Regions from separate parts of the Mus musculus genome. Here all the other regions are linked to region 1. The links are chromatin contacts, called in public Hi-C, HiChIP or PLAC-seq, Micro-C and promoter capture Hi-C maps. All regions are on one chromosome and are shown on one strand. The core of a region is the stretch at or near the end of the contact, and the rest is flanking DNA. Distances in the headings are between cores, read along the strand shown. Region 1 holds the start of Cacul1 (CDK2 associated, cullin domain 1). Region 2 has its middle 37 kb from the start of Csf2ra. Region 3 has its middle 17 kb from the start of Csf2ra. Region 4 holds the start of Csf2ra (colony stimulating factor 2 receptor, alpha, low-affinity (granulocyte-macrophage)). Region 5 holds the start of Zfp950 (zinc finger protein 950).

Region 1 (2,678 bases), core at 80-2,579:
GGCAGACCGCTAAAAAGTTCAACCTGCGGTAGGATCCTGGTTACAGTCACTTGCTGAACCGCTTCTCTGGAACGTGATTTTACACATCAACTTCAAAGACTTGTAGCAGTTCCCACTACATAGTAGAAGTAACTAAGAATTCCCTGACAGGATGCAAAAACTCACAGAGAACAAAGAGTTGCTAGAGACCAACGTTCAGAAGCCCGATTTGCTAAAAGTACAGCGGCAAAGAATACAAGAACACATTTCTTTGCTCTCTGGTTGAAAAAAAAAGACGAAAGGCCTCTAACGAAATTCAAGACCGCCTTACTTTTCCCTCTCGCTCTGTAAGGTGAAACTTTGAAGGGGACACCCTAGAGAAGAGCTTACTAATGTTGAGAGATGATCAGGAGTATTAAAGATCTTTTCTAAAGCATAAGCTGAGGCTGCGCAGGTGTAACAGGCAACACTGGCTGGCTGGCCGGATACTGGCCGCAGACACCGAATCAGGGTGGGAGGGTTAAGAGAAGGAAAGAGAACTAAGCCTGGAACAAAGGAAGTGGAGTTACTCTCAGGGCGGGGGGATTCCACGAGCTGGTGTGGAGAAGCCTGGCTGGGGGGTGGGGGTGGGGTCGTGGAGGAGGGACAGACTCACGGAACTTGGAGGTGGAGGTGTTGATGTTGATAGTGGAGCTGGAGGTGGGGGCAGGGGCCGTCTTGGCCACCGCGGCGGCTGCGTCGCAGCTCTTCAACATCATGATCACCCCGTTTGGTTCCGGCAAGGGCGGAGGCCCCATCGGGAGCCCTTCCTTAGGACCCTTCCTCTCCATGGAGCCCGCGTGCACAGCCAGCAGCTGTCCCCCCGGGAGTTCTCGGCCTGGATCCGGGATGGACGACGAGGGCCGCGGCGGCGGCGGCGGGGGCAGCGGCGGGGCCGGCGGAGGCTGGCGGAAACTGTCCGCGGCGGCCTCCCAGTTGTTGTGATTCTGGTCGTCCATCATTGCCTCGTAGGTGAGCATTTCCTCCTCCTCCATGCTCTCCTCCATCCCGCCGGGCCGCGGCTTCCCAGGCACCTGCCCGCCCACCTCAGCCCCCGGGCCTGGGAGCGCAGAAGCCGCCTCGAGTTCACATCGCCCGGAGCCCTCGCGGGTGCGGCGGAAAATCCAGTGGCGCACCGAGCGCTTTCGCCCTCCGTCAAGACGACTCCGCCGGAGGAACCGCTGACTGAGGTGGGCACTCCCGGGGTCTGGTTCTGAGAGGCAGCCGCAAAGGGCTGACGTCCCTCACGACATTTTACAGCAGTTTCTTCTGGCCTTTGGAAAGGGCTCTGGGGGAGCGGCCAGGAAGGCACGTGATGCGAGGGACGGCCTGGAGAAAGCTGGGCGAAAAGGGGGCGGGAGCTATGAGTCACCTCAAGGCGAATGCACCCAGCGGCGCGATTCCCTCTCCCTCCCCTCCCCACTCCCCCCTCCCCATCAGTTTAGACCAGGTGTCCAGACCCGGATTCGCTGGCCCCGCCCCCGGCCGACATTACGTGATAAAGGACTTTGGTCTGCGCACGCGCATTCTCTAACTTGTTGCCACAACTAGTCTGGGTGTGCCCGAGAGTGGACCCAAAAACGGCGCACCAACGCTCTTATGTTTAACAGCCCCCTTCCCTTTTCTTTTTTAGTCTTTTCGTCTTTTCTTTTTTCTTTTTGTACTCCAAACTGGGCTCCAACTAACTCCAAGCAGTCCTCTTTCCTCAGCCTTCTGAGTGTCCCTTCATACCCCATGCTGGCTAACCTTTCCATAGTGAGGGTCCCCCACCGACACAGGCTTTTTGCCACCCAGACCTTGACCTCGCAGCCTGAGCCTTTGCTTGGGGAATGAAAGGACAGTGTGGCAGTAGGCCCTGGGTACAGACTCCAAAGGGTAGACTGTTGGTGTGTGCCGTTTTTTAGCCCTAGGTATCCCAAACTAAGAAGGACAGAATATTGATTCAGAAATTGCACAATATACATTCCTTCCCAGAGTATGTGAAACATTTACAAAAGATAAACATACTGTGTCTCTAAGCAAGTGTCTCTGCATGTCTGAGGACTGACATAACCACATTCTCTGACCACTGTGCAGTTAGAAACTATTAGGGTTCTCTAGAGTCACAGAACTTATGGAATGTCTCTATGTATTAAGAGAAATTATTGGGATGAATGACAGTCTGCAGTCCAGCTAACTTAGCAATGGCCAGCTGTGATGGGGAGCTCTAAGAATCTAAGTAGTTGCTCAATCCCACCAGGCTAAGTCAGCTGGTCTTCTGTATAAACTAGAATCCTGAAGAAATAGGTTCCAACAGATGTGTTGGCAAGTGCAAGCAGGCAAAGAATGAATGCTTTTTCCATTGTCCTTATGTAGACCTCCAGCAGAAGGTGCGGCCCAGATTAAAGATGTGTACCACCATGCCTGGACCTAAGCTTTTGTTTAATGGAACTTGCTCTGTCTCAGGCTGGGCTTGAACTCAGAGATATGCTTGCCTCTGTCTCCTGGGATTAAATGTGTATACCATCTTGTCTGGGCCTAAGCTTTTCCTGGGCACTGTGCCTCAAGTTCTAGATCAAAAGTGTGTGTCATCCCATGTCAAGACCTGGGTGTCTTCCAGCTTCAAGATCGGGATTGCAGGTGTTCCCTCCATTTCTGGATTGTAGTTCATTCCAGGTGTA
Region 2 (2,678 bases), core at 91-2,590, 680 kb after region 1:
GATAAGTACTGGGACATATGCAGTTCTGCACAGACAGTCAGACAGAGGGACAGACAGACAGACAGAGGGACAGATGGACACACACACACACACACACACACACACACACACACACACACACACACACCTGCTAGCCAAGATGCCTGACGACCTGATTTTATTAGTGTGTGTGTGTCTCCATGGCCAAGCTAGCACCCCCCCCCCCAGAATTGTGTTTCAGAGATCCTTATTTATTTCTTGTGCCTGTGCTTGTATATGACCTAGGCTACACTTCCTGAAAACCAAACCAAACCAAACCAAACCAAACCAAACCAAACCAAACCAAACCAAACCAAACAAGTATGGCTGCCTGCCTGCCTATGAAGAGAAATGATATCACGAATCAACTAAAACTATCTCCTAAGTCTTCCTGTTTCTCTTTCTTTTCTATCTTCTTTCTTTTTTCTTTTCTTTTCTTCTCTCTCTCTCTTTTCTTTTCTTTTTAAATTTTATTTTTATTTTTTTCATACAGGGTTTCTTAGTGTAAGCAGTCCTGGCTGTCTTGGATCCCACTTTGTAGACCAGACTGTAACCTGTAAGAGCCTGCTTCTGCTTTTCAAATGCTGGCATGAAAGTTGTACACCACTATGACCAGCTAAGATTCTTATCTTTTTTTTCTTTCCCCTTTCTTTCTATGATTCTAGCTTTTACCAGGCAGTGGTGGTAGCAGAGGGAGGTGGTGGATCACTGTAATTTTGCAGCTAGCTTAGTCTACAGACTGAGTTACATCAAAGGAGTTCCAGGATGACTGATTATATTTATCTTTTATTATGCATTTTAATTAAAATTAACCAAAAGAATTTAGAATGACTGATTCAGGGTCTGGCATTTTAACGTATTATACAAAAGCAGGAGAAAAAACCATGAGGCTGTCTGTGGATGGTCTAGGGTTCTGGCTGTTTTTGGGAGCTTCCTTGTCATGAGCTTTGCACATGCAAACTGGGCCACCTAGAGGCTGGTAAAGGCAGCCTGGAAACAAAAGCAACCTGGAACAGTAGGTCACATGATGGCCAGCCACCTCCATCTTGATGAGGTCTGTCAGTGGACAAGATGGCTGCCATCCACATGTGGTCTTCCATCTTGGTGAGGTCAATGTGCAACTGAGTGACAGAACAAGGAAGTAGAAACAGACACACAGGCACAACACGTTCATTCTGTTTTTGGATAAAAGACACACAATTTTTATTATTTACAGTAAGCCTTAAACAGCACTACAAGAGCCGGCCAGATATTTACCCTCTATGTGATAAGAATTTTCTTTTTTCTTCTTTTAATTCTCAGGACCTGCATGGTGGGTTCTCCTAGGTTCTGGTGCCCTCTTCTGGCATGCAGGCATATAGGCAGCAGATAGAGCACACAAATACATACATTGAAAACTAATAATAATAATAACCAATAAATGAAAAGAAAAAAGATTGTAGCTTCTGCCCAGCTGCATGGGTAGCAGAGGCAGGCAGGCAGAGAGGACCTCTGTAAGTTTGAGGCTACCCAAGCCTACAGAGCAAATTCCAGGCAGGGCTGCTGAGGTACACCAAGAGAAACCCTACTTTGAAGCAAAATAAGACAAAGCAGAAAAGGTTCTGGCTTTTATTTTACAGACATATTTTTCTTCTAGTACTATTGACTATCAAACTTTGATCATGAAGGCACGTTGGATTTTATGACAGAATTTGTATGTGTGTGTGTTATATTTCAGCTGTGATTGCTGTCACTTGTCATCTAGTGGGCTTGTGTTTGGTTTCTTTCTTTCCATGTCATCTATCAAGTCGGGGCCATAGCACCCTTTCAGCCTCAGAAATCCAGAGCTCACTGACTCCTGGAGAAAGGGTGCTAGGGGAGAAGGAAAAAAGAAATCTCTGGGGCAGGGGCAAGACTTGAGCCTTCTGGTCGACCTGATCAAGCTGCCACCAACCCTACCATTTTTCCTAATAGGGCGTACAGCAACAACCCCTGCCCTGTAGATCTCCCGGTACAACCTCCTTGGTAGAGACTCTCTATCTCCGAGATGCACCCGCCTGCTTGCCCGACCCTGGCCGCCTCATCGCAGGCACTTCCCTGTCCTGTGTCACCAACCGGAGAAGGCAGGAGCGTTGCGGAAACTTGTCAACACTAGGTGTCGCCCGTCAACAACGGTCTGGATCAACTAAACAAACCAATACAGATCGCTCACGCGCCGCCACATTCACTCACTTATTCCGTCTCTCCCGACGGTCCTCCCTAGCTTGGGGGGGTGGGGGGGGGGCGGGGAAGGGGAAGGGGTGGGGGACGACACTCACGCACGCATGATGGAGCAGCGTACCCACTCACCACTTCTCCCGAGTGGCACAAACGGTCCCCATCGTCCCACCCGAACATAGCGAACGCGGGCTGGACTCAGACACCCAAAAACGAATGTATGACAGGGAGCTGTGAAAACAGGCGAAATCACTCTCTAAGTCAAAGTACGTGGCTAGCGAATCGGTCAGCGGGGCAAGGGAACAGGCACAATTAGGGGAAGGGGCTACAGTAAGGGGAAGGGAGCATCTAAGCACGGTGGAAGAGGAGGGTGGCTCGCGATCTCAGTTCCACTCCATTTAGGTCTCATTTTAAAAACACTACCGCTTGGGGTTTGTTGTTTTCTGGTGCTCGCTGCCACCCGC
Region 3 (2,678 bases), core at 95-2,594, 660 kb after region 1:
AGGGCCCCAACAGAGTTTTAGTATGTCTGTATGCCCTGTGCTCTATTTGCAGATGGGTACTTAGATAGCTCTGCTTATTCTCTGATGTTCACAGTAAAACTAAAATAGACTAACTCCCACTTTTACAAATAGACATATTCTCCCATCTAAGTATCTGTTTCAGCTTGAAACTCATGCTGTATCCATCCCTGGAAGGATAGCAGATAGTAGCCCATGCTGATAATCCAAGATATGATCTCCATTTCAACATCAACTAATTAACAACAACAACAACAAAATATCAATCTCAAGCTGTATTTCCCCCTTCTATATCTATCAGTTCACTTTCTGATTTTATAATTTAATACTTGATTCTGTGTCAGTACAAATAAAACCTGATTAACTTAGTTATTAATTTTGGACGAGATAAGTTTAGCCGCAAGCAACATGCTTATTCACTGGTGAAGATGATGTTTGCTGTGTCACAGAATGTTAGAGGTGCTGAAAGGTACAGAAAGGGAAAACTGCACTGTGGTCAATGAGTTTGGTACCAACATACTCCAGTCAGAATGCATCTGGATCCCAGGGAGCTACATTAGTAACTTAGGAAGGTGATATTAGTTTATATGTGATATCCTTGCTTTAGGGGTGGCTTTCAATTTCCATCCTTTATACACAGCCACTAAGGAAATTCAGAGTTCAGCACACAAATAGTAAGTCAAGCCTTTATATAGAACCATTTATGGGTAGTTGTGAACAATCATCTATTCATGCTAGGCATGAAGCTGATGACAGAGCAAAGTAAGAATAACACCAACAATCAAATAGGTGAAGCATGGAGTTTTGTGGCATTATTTAGAGAAATGGGGATTAGCAGTTGTTTTCAGGAACAAAAAACACCTAATGAGAGCTGCCTCAACACATTCAAACTCAGAATAGTTGACAGCTCACAAAAACTGGAAACCTGGTGTACACTGAGAAACCTGTATGTAGTTCAAGAGGTCGAAGAGCCAACTTTCCAGAGAGCACAGCTGCCAGGGGACAGCAATAGGAACACGTTAGGACAAAAGTCTTAGAAGTTAATGTCAGAAGTAAGAGTGGGGAAATAAGACCTACAGAGAACCATACTTTTCCTGGATTGACTAAAAAGTGAACAGGACCATTACAAGACAGAAGGTCCCCCGAGAAGGAGGTTGGAGAAATGTTCCCAAGACATATTTGCTGCATTGAAGGAAGCTTAGGCCTCTCCCAATGTGTTTCATTCATTGCTTGCTATTTCATTTTCTTACTTCCTCATTGCTAGAAGAGTCAGCCCCTCCCACTTAACTGTCTGCATCTAAAACTCACCACTTCTTCTTTCTCAACGTTTCTATTCTGAACAAAGTTCCTCATCTGACACTGCAGATTCTATCTCAATGTTCCAGGCACTCATGCTCCCTGGAGGAATGTCATTGGCCTCCATTTAAAATGGGAGGGTAACACTTAATACTGTTCAACCTCAAACAGGCCATAATCTCCTCACTCTATCCCTTGAAGTAGGATGATATTAGTGTCCTTTGTTTCAGGATGGCATGGGAATCTGACACTCTGGTGAATGGAGTACTTTTTAAATTCACTTTACATCCCAACTTGCTCTCCCCTCCCCTGAGCCCTCTCACACAGTCCTCCCCCTTATCTCCACTTCTCCATTGATAAGATGGCGGCCCCCTGACCCTGGCACATCAACTCAATGCAGTTCGGGAAGCGTAGTCCCCAGACATGCAAAAGGGTTAGAGATAATCTCTGTTCCAGTTGTTGGGAAGTGCACATGCCAAGTTGCACATCTGCTACATATGTGCAGGAGGCCTAAGTCTAGTCTGTGAGTGCTCTTTGGTTGATGGTTCCATCTCTGACAGTCCCCAAGAGTCCAAGTTAGTTGACACTGCTGGTCTGTCTGTGGACTTTCTATCTCTATCAAGGCCCTCAATTTTTCTCCCAACTCTTCCACAATAGTCCTGAAGCTCCATCCAATGTTTAGCTGTGAGTCTCTGCATCAGTTTTTGTCAGCTGCTAGATGGAGCCTCTTGAAGTACAGTTATGTTAGACTCCTGTCTGCAGGTATAATGAAGCATCATTAGTAGTGTCAGGGATTGGGCTGGAGAGATGACTGAGCAGTTAAGAGCACTGACTGCTCTTCCAAATATCCTGAGTTCAAATCCCAGCAACCACATGATGGCTCACAACCAACCATAATGAGATCTGGCACCCTCTTTTGGTGTGTATTAAGACAGATACAGTGTAATTAGATTCAATAAATAAATCTTTGGGCTGGAGCGAGCAGGGCTGGAGTGAGCAGAGCCAGAGTTCAATTCCCATCAACCACATGATGGTTCACAACCATCTGTACATCTACAGTGTGCTCATATGCAATCAATAAATCAATAAATAAATCTTTTAAAAATAGTGTCAGGAATTGGTGTTTGCCCATAAGATGGGTCTCAAGTTGGGCTGGTTATTGGATGGCCATTCCCTCAGTTTCTGGTCCATTGCCCATGCATGTATTTCTTGTGGACAAAGTAAATTTTGTGTGCAAAGTTTTGAGGGTGTGTTGATGTCCCTATCACTCCAATGGGGTTTCTTTCCAGCTATAGGAGGTGGCCTCTGCAGTTCCATATTCCCAAAGCTATAAGTCACAGTGAAGTTCACCACAATTTATTTCT
Region 4 (2,678 bases), core at 93-2,592, 650 kb after region 1:
GACGTCACCGTGACGTTCCCCGCGGCGGTGTCGCAGGCCCAGGTCAGCGTCCGAGTCCAGGGGTCGAAGGTCAGGTTGAGGGCGGAGCCGGCGTCCGGTGTGGTCGGAGCTGGAAGGGGGAGGAGGGTGAGGTGGCTCTGTTGGACGCGGCCCCGCCCACCGTGACTTCCGACCCCGCCCACCTAGCGTCACTAACCCAGAAGGGCCTGAGTTCCCGGAAGCAGTAGCGTGGAGAAGAGCAGGGCGAGCTGAGCCAGGGGGGTGATGTTCATGGCATGTGATGACGTCATCTGTCAGTCAGATGAGTGGGCAGAGCCGAGGTGTTATCCTGTCTGGCGCACTAGGGTGGGCGGGGCATTCTCTGGCCCCGTCCCACCCACTCACTACAGCATGATTTGTGGTGGGTACAGAGGCTGGGCTCTGCCATCTGAGCCATGCCCCTGTCTCAGCTCCTCTCTTGGTGACGTTATCCTATTGATTCCCCGTGAATCTTTGCTTATATGTGGACCCGCTTTGTCCGCGCGGTGGGGAGGCGGTCGAGGGGATCGGGGGTCGCCCTGCCTGCCTGTGGCCTGACTGTGTGTAGGTCAGACCCTTTCCCCCTCACGCTCCACCGCCGCCTGGACCCGCCTTTCCCCAACCCCGCCGTGCTCCAAGCTCAGCTGCAGCCACTTCCTTTTCTCCAGTCCCCACTTCCTGTCGGGCCAAGGACGCTCGCTCGCGGGGAGTGGGGAGGGCGGGGGCGGCGTCCGCGGGGTCTCCGCAGTCGGGCTTAGGGGCGATCCGCAACTCCCCGCTTCCCCCACCCCCCACCCCCGCCCCGGGCTTTGGAGGAAACGCACTTGAAGCCATCCCCCTGCCTCAACTCCACCATCTCCAGACCCCTGACTCCTGGAGGTGAACCACATCTCCTGACCCCAGTACTACACAGAGGTCAGAGGTTGCGGGGGATTGGCAGGCGGAGGCCACGCCCCCCAACTCCGGCTTCTAAGCCCCCCTTGGCCTCTGTTACCTCTGACCCCACCCCAAACCATCCCCAGGGCTCAGACCCACGGGTGGTGGGGACCTTGTACCCGAGACCCAGGGCACACACAGTAGGTCTGCATGTCCCACTGCCCCCCCCTTCCGGTCTCTCCGTCCCCTAGCCCCATCGTTTTCTAAACCCCAGGGTGTGCTGGGCACACAGTAGGGCCAGGTGGGAGGGGCTTCTGGGTGACGTCATGTCAGGCAGGGTGAGGTGGAAAGGGGTGGAGGGGCTCTGACCTGAGACAGGGGGCTTCCTGCGATGGATGGTGAGGCCTGGGCGCAGCGTCTGTGTCCGTCCGTCTGTCCGTCTGTCTCCCGCTTCCTCTTCCTCATCTGCAGGTTGGGAAACCTAGAGGGGAAGGAACAAGGCAGGCAGGGGTGGGTGGCTGGGTGGGGCCCGGTGACGTCACCGGGGGCGGGGTCCGAGTGTCCCGTGCAGGCAGCATGATGTCAAATGCGCACAGTAAGTATACGCGCCAGGCGGTTGGCCCGCTGTGTGACGCCATGCAACCTCGTGCAGTGGGGCAGCACACCGGGACGTGAGCCTACTGTGTGGCTGTTCGGGCGCGTCACACTGCCACGCACACAGCCTGGCTACACACGGTGTGACGTCAGTCACTGCATCTGACCCCTTGTGGACACAGTGTGACCACTCAGCACAGTGTGACATCACCGACAGTCTTACCCTGATGCACACAGTGTGACCACACATGTGAGCACGCGCTTACACAGTGGGAAGACTCTGACATGCAAAGTCTTGATCCTGTTGATCATATTGATAAGGGTTAGGTTCAACAGGTGATCCTTAGGTTCACATCTCCTTGCGTCATCGTTAATTTCCAAATTGGGGAAAACCAAATCTGGATGAAACGGACAATTTTCTACACAGCACAGGCACCACAGTTAAAATCACGGAAGCCACCTAACGGTCCCAGGACCCAGAACCCAGAGACAGCTGTGAAGTCTCCCACCCAAGACAGCCCAGGGTCAGGCGGGCCTGGTGGATGCTTCCACCCAGCTCATTCTGTGAAGCCACACACACACACACACTGCGCGGAGATGGACGTTTCTGTAAAATCAGGAACTCGTCACAATTTCTGTCCACAGAGGACTCATGAGAGATTTTCTGTCGTGTTTAATGTTCCAAACAGATTTTAAAAACTGGTAGAGTGTGTATTAATGTCTGCTTCCGAAGATGTCATGTACATTTAAGAGGCATTTAAACTATTATGAATTATTTTAATGACTTTAAAAATATCAATACTGAGTTGTATGTTTTAAGATAAATTTTATTAGTTTTAAAAACCTACATGGTATTGTGGGGAATTGCAGGCTGGTCTCCAGTCGATCTGAGGTCTGAACCCCGATAGTCATAATTCACCCTCATGACACGGTAGGCATTCCCTCATGCTCCTTACCACCTCCCACAGCCCCAAGAGAAGCATGGTCAATCTGACCTTCAGGCTAAACTCCTCCCCAGTTACCTAGCAACAGGGAAGACCATAAAAAGGGGTGCTTAGCCCCCACCTCGCTCTCTTACTCCTTTGTCCTCTCACCTCTCACTTCTCTCACTTCTCTCCTCTTCCCTTTCTCTTTGTCTTCTTCTTTCCTCTCCTCTCTCCTTCTTTCTCTTTCTCTCTAGCCTTTCCTCC
Region 5 (2,678 bases), core at 92-2,591, 560 kb after region 1:
AGGGAAATGGAAAAAAATGGTAGACTTCTATGAAATCAGCAGCAACTATCATACAATGGGACAAACTCAGAAGGTGTCTAATAAACAGCGGTCCAAAGCAGGACACAGGGTATCTCAAGAACATTACTGACAGTGGATTTAGGACTGATAGCCACAGTCCCATGTGGTAGGAAGAGTTGGTTCAGGATGTGAAGCAACCCCTCCCAGAGCCCCAGACCACTAACAGTTCTCACAAGCATATCCCTTGCTTTAGAGGAGCTCTATTTTATTCTCAATTCATCAGGTCCTTAGGAAAAACTCTCCAGGTCCAGGCCTCAGTCTGCTACTGGCTCTGAAAAGCATGTTCCTGGGTTTCCTTCTCCATATCTGAGGGCCTCATGGAAAGCCTTGCTTGATTAAGCTAGCCCTTGACACAACAATGTTTTTTGTTTTCAAATGGTTGTCACCTGGTGTAGTCTTGCCTGTGTGGCAGAACTATGGTTTTCTCAAGAAGAAAACTGGGTCTTTATGGCACACCAGGCTTTAATGTTGGTTGTGACCATGTAATGCCTCCTTGAGCAGTTTGCTAAAGGCCTGCTCTTTTATATGAGGATGGGCTTAGTGGCTAGTTGTAAATAAGAGGTGTCTTCTTTGCTATGGTCTAGAGCCAAATTTCTGGATAATCTTCGTGAATAAACATGTGTATCCTAGTATCCTAATCTCTAACAGGTCTGGTTAGCACACTACTTATCTGTGGAGTGTTTATAGCAGTTCTCCCTGAAGTAAATTCTACTATCTCCTAAGCATTGGTAGATCCTTTACATCATCAATTCTACTCTTCTACATCTCAGCTTAATATTGGATTGCTACCCAATGCATGAGATGCCTTTTACAACCTCCACAAACTTAAGTCCAAATGGATCTTACATCTAAATATTAAATGTAGAAGACAAAAGGGAAACTAGGGCTCTCCGAGTTTGGCATCCTGCCAAGGATGTTTCTACACACAAGTCCCAACTCTAAAAGTTTTGCCCAGTCACAGCTCCCATAGTGAAGTTATTCAGTGGCTACCGCCGGATCCAGGGAATGACTATGACCACAAGGGACCTGACAGGTAGCCGCATCTGGCTGACACTTCCCACCTAGCCCCAGGGAAGACCCACCACAACAGCTCCCGAGGCTCAGCAGCCTGCTCTTCCCCATTGTGGGCAGTGACCCTGTGCTCACCATGTCGCGACTTCAGAGCGTCCCTCACAGTACCCAGTAGCAGAGTTCAGAGTACATCACACAGAAACCTTCAAGACTGCTCAGTCTCAGAGCGGAACTTGCTGCTCGACACCCGGATGAATCCTCCTCCTTTTCTGACTGGCAGGTCCATCTGAAGCCTCTGATTGGCCAGTGAGTCTTGTGTGACTTGAGCACCTCCCTTAGGGTAAGAGCGTGCTGACGTACACAACTTAGAAGTTCCCGGTTCAGGCTTCCAGTCCAGGGCAAAAGGTTTTCCAGATGTGCAGAGATGTACATTTCAGTAGCACTTGTGCCTGTCCTCCAATATCCTACCTGTCTGTCTTCCCACCCAGCCCCGCGGGAGGAACCACCACTCCAGTTTCCGCTGCTCAGCCACCTGCTCCTCCCTTTGTGGCAATAGATCCTGCACTCACTACCTTGCCACTTCAGCCCTTGCTTGAACTCCCCTCAGTACTCCGGAGGCACTTCCTTCTTCCTCCTGGAATAGCCTTTACATAGCCCATTACTCAACTTGCAGTAGAGTTTTCAATCTGGTCCTCAAGTGGAAGGATGCCCAGGGTATTAACAATTAAAGAGAGATTTTAGGAAATAAGATAATAAGATGTTTAGGTAAACTGCAGCAGCTATTTTTCACCTGGTAAGTATGAGACAACGCTGGGGGACAAAAGCAAGAAATAGATGACAAACACTATGGAGCACTATTGTTAGCCAGCACATCTTCCTCCTTGGGAAGGTGGAAAAAAACTGACTGATAGTTACCTGACCCTCGGGAAAGTCCCAGGTAGAGTTCAAATACCTGTCATGCTTGCTAGCCAATAGGTTTAAAGGTCAATATGCTTAGCCAATAAGGTTGAGGTATAATCTTGCTGGTGTAACCTGTGCTCCTAAAAAGTATAAAAACTGTAATGGCCATTTGGGGTCGCCTTCTTATTAACTCGTCTCAATGCTCTGGAAAATAAACCTCTTGCTTTTGCATGGGGTGGTTTGGGTGGGAAAGAAGTCCTCTTTGAAGATGAGCTCCACTTGTATAAGGTTGATAATAAAAACAAAATAAAAAAGCTCAACAAGAAGAAGAGAAAAACCCAGCATGTTGTTTTCTGACATTTCCTGTACTTCAATTCTCCTAGAAAGAGTGGGGCCAAAAACTTTCTGAATCACGTTGGGCTGTACTTAAGGACAATAACGCATTCACACACTTTTCTCCCATTTAATTTATCCTAGACATTGTATTCCAGCAAACCTTCAGAGGGCAGTGGGGAAATTCCTTTCACCCCTATCATATTCTACCCTGCCCTGCTGCACATCAGCTCAGTGGCTTACCAATGGCAAAGTTTTAGTGCAGTTTAAAAAAAAAAAAAAGTTCAGGGGTACAGTGTTTCTGAACAAAAAGAACTGCACTAAGTCCATTATAAGACACAAAATAGCTTTGAGAATAGGTTTGATAATTTTTT

Evidence for each region. Promoter capture Hi-C pulls out the DNA fragments that hold promoters and counts their contacts. Hi-C and Micro-C count contacts between places; a contact is called where the count stands out from the background. HiChIP or PLAC-seq counts read pairs in DNA pulled down with a chosen protein or histone mark.
Region 2: a contact with region 1 is called in a Micro-C map of trophoblast stem cells, with 5 times the contacts expected there. The contact joins the enhancer-like site here to the promoter of Cacul1 in region 1. A contact is called at or near these places in 5 of 484 Hi-C or Micro-C datasets (embryonic stem cells, palatal mesenchyme and trophoblast stem cells) and 2 of 115 datasets of contacts at active chromatin or transcription factors (embryonic stem cells and large pre-B cells).
Region 3: a contact with region 1 is called in an H3K4me3 HiChIP or PLAC-seq map of bone marrow-derived macrophages, with 4 times the contacts expected there. The contact joins the enhancer-like site here to the promoter of Cacul1 in region 1. A contact is called at or near these places in 5 of 39 promoter capture datasets (embryonic stem cells, liver, pre-B cells and 1 more), 2 of 484 Hi-C or Micro-C datasets (CD4 T cells and erythroblasts) and 2 of 115 datasets of contacts at active chromatin or transcription factors (bone marrow-derived macrophages and large pre-B cells).
Region 4: a contact with region 1 is called in a Hi-C map of natural killer cells, with 31 times the contacts expected there. The contact joins the promoter of Csf2ra here to the promoter of Cacul1 in region 1. A contact is called at or near these places in 5 of 39 promoter capture datasets (embryonic stem cells, liver, pre-B cells and 1 more), 13 of 484 Hi-C or Micro-C datasets (CD4 T cells, Sertoli cells, Th1 cells and 8 more), 9 of 115 datasets of contacts at active chromatin or transcription factors (bone marrow-derived macrophages, cardiomyocytes, embryonic stem cells and 4 more) and 1 of 9 other capture datasets (pancreatic islet).
Region 5: a promoter capture Hi-C map of neutrophils shows a contact between it and region 1, with 2.7 times the contacts expected there. The contact joins the promoter of Zfp950 here to the promoter of Cacul1 in region 1. A contact is called at or near these places in 2 of 39 promoter capture datasets (embryonic stem cells and neutrophils), 1 of 484 Hi-C or Micro-C datasets (CD4 T cells), 3 of 115 datasets of contacts at active chromatin or transcription factors (embryonic stem cells, epiblast stem cells and large pre-B cells) and 1 of 9 other capture datasets (adipose tissue).

What each region holds. Positions count from the first base shown.
Region 1 is chr19:60,579,694-60,582,371 of GRCm38.p6, forward strand. It overlaps Cacul1 (CDK2 associated, cullin domain 1), which reads right to left and starts at 1,330. Exons shown (of 9, transcript NM_030197.2): 1 at 635-1,330. The coding sequence starts at 1,025.
Region 2 is chr19:61,264,466-61,267,143 of GRCm38.p6, forward strand. No RefSeq gene overlaps it. Among named protein-coding and RNA genes, the nearest start is that of Csf2ra, 37 kb to the left of the region's middle. Within about 2 kb of position 1,341, at least 152 of the 459 cell types and tissues checked have an H3K27ac peak or open chromatin away from gene starts, as enhancers often do. A contact at or near this core is called in trophoblast stem cells, where this site is marked.
Region 3 is chr19:61,243,582-61,246,259 of GRCm38.p6, forward strand. No RefSeq gene overlaps it. Among named protein-coding and RNA genes, the nearest start is that of Csf2ra, 17 kb to the left of the region's middle. Within about 2 kb of position 1,345, at least 87 of the 459 cell types and tissues checked have an H3K27ac peak or open chromatin away from gene starts, as enhancers often do. A contact at or near this core is called in bone marrow-derived macrophages, erythroblasts and pre-B cells, where this site is marked.
Region 4 is chr19:61,227,076-61,229,753 of GRCm38.p6, forward strand. Csf2ra (colony stimulating factor 2 receptor, alpha, low-affinity (granulocyte-macrophage)) reads right to left here and starts at 1,343. Exons shown (of 12, transcript NM_009970.2): 1 at 1,264-1,343; 2 at 197-290; 3 at 1-109. The coding sequence starts at 290.
Region 5 is chr19:61,139,499-61,142,176 of GRCm38.p6, forward strand. It overlaps Zfp950 (zinc finger protein 950), which reads right to left and starts at 1,342. Exons shown (of 3, transcript NM_001001737.2): 1 at 1,207-1,342. The coding sequence starts at 1,209.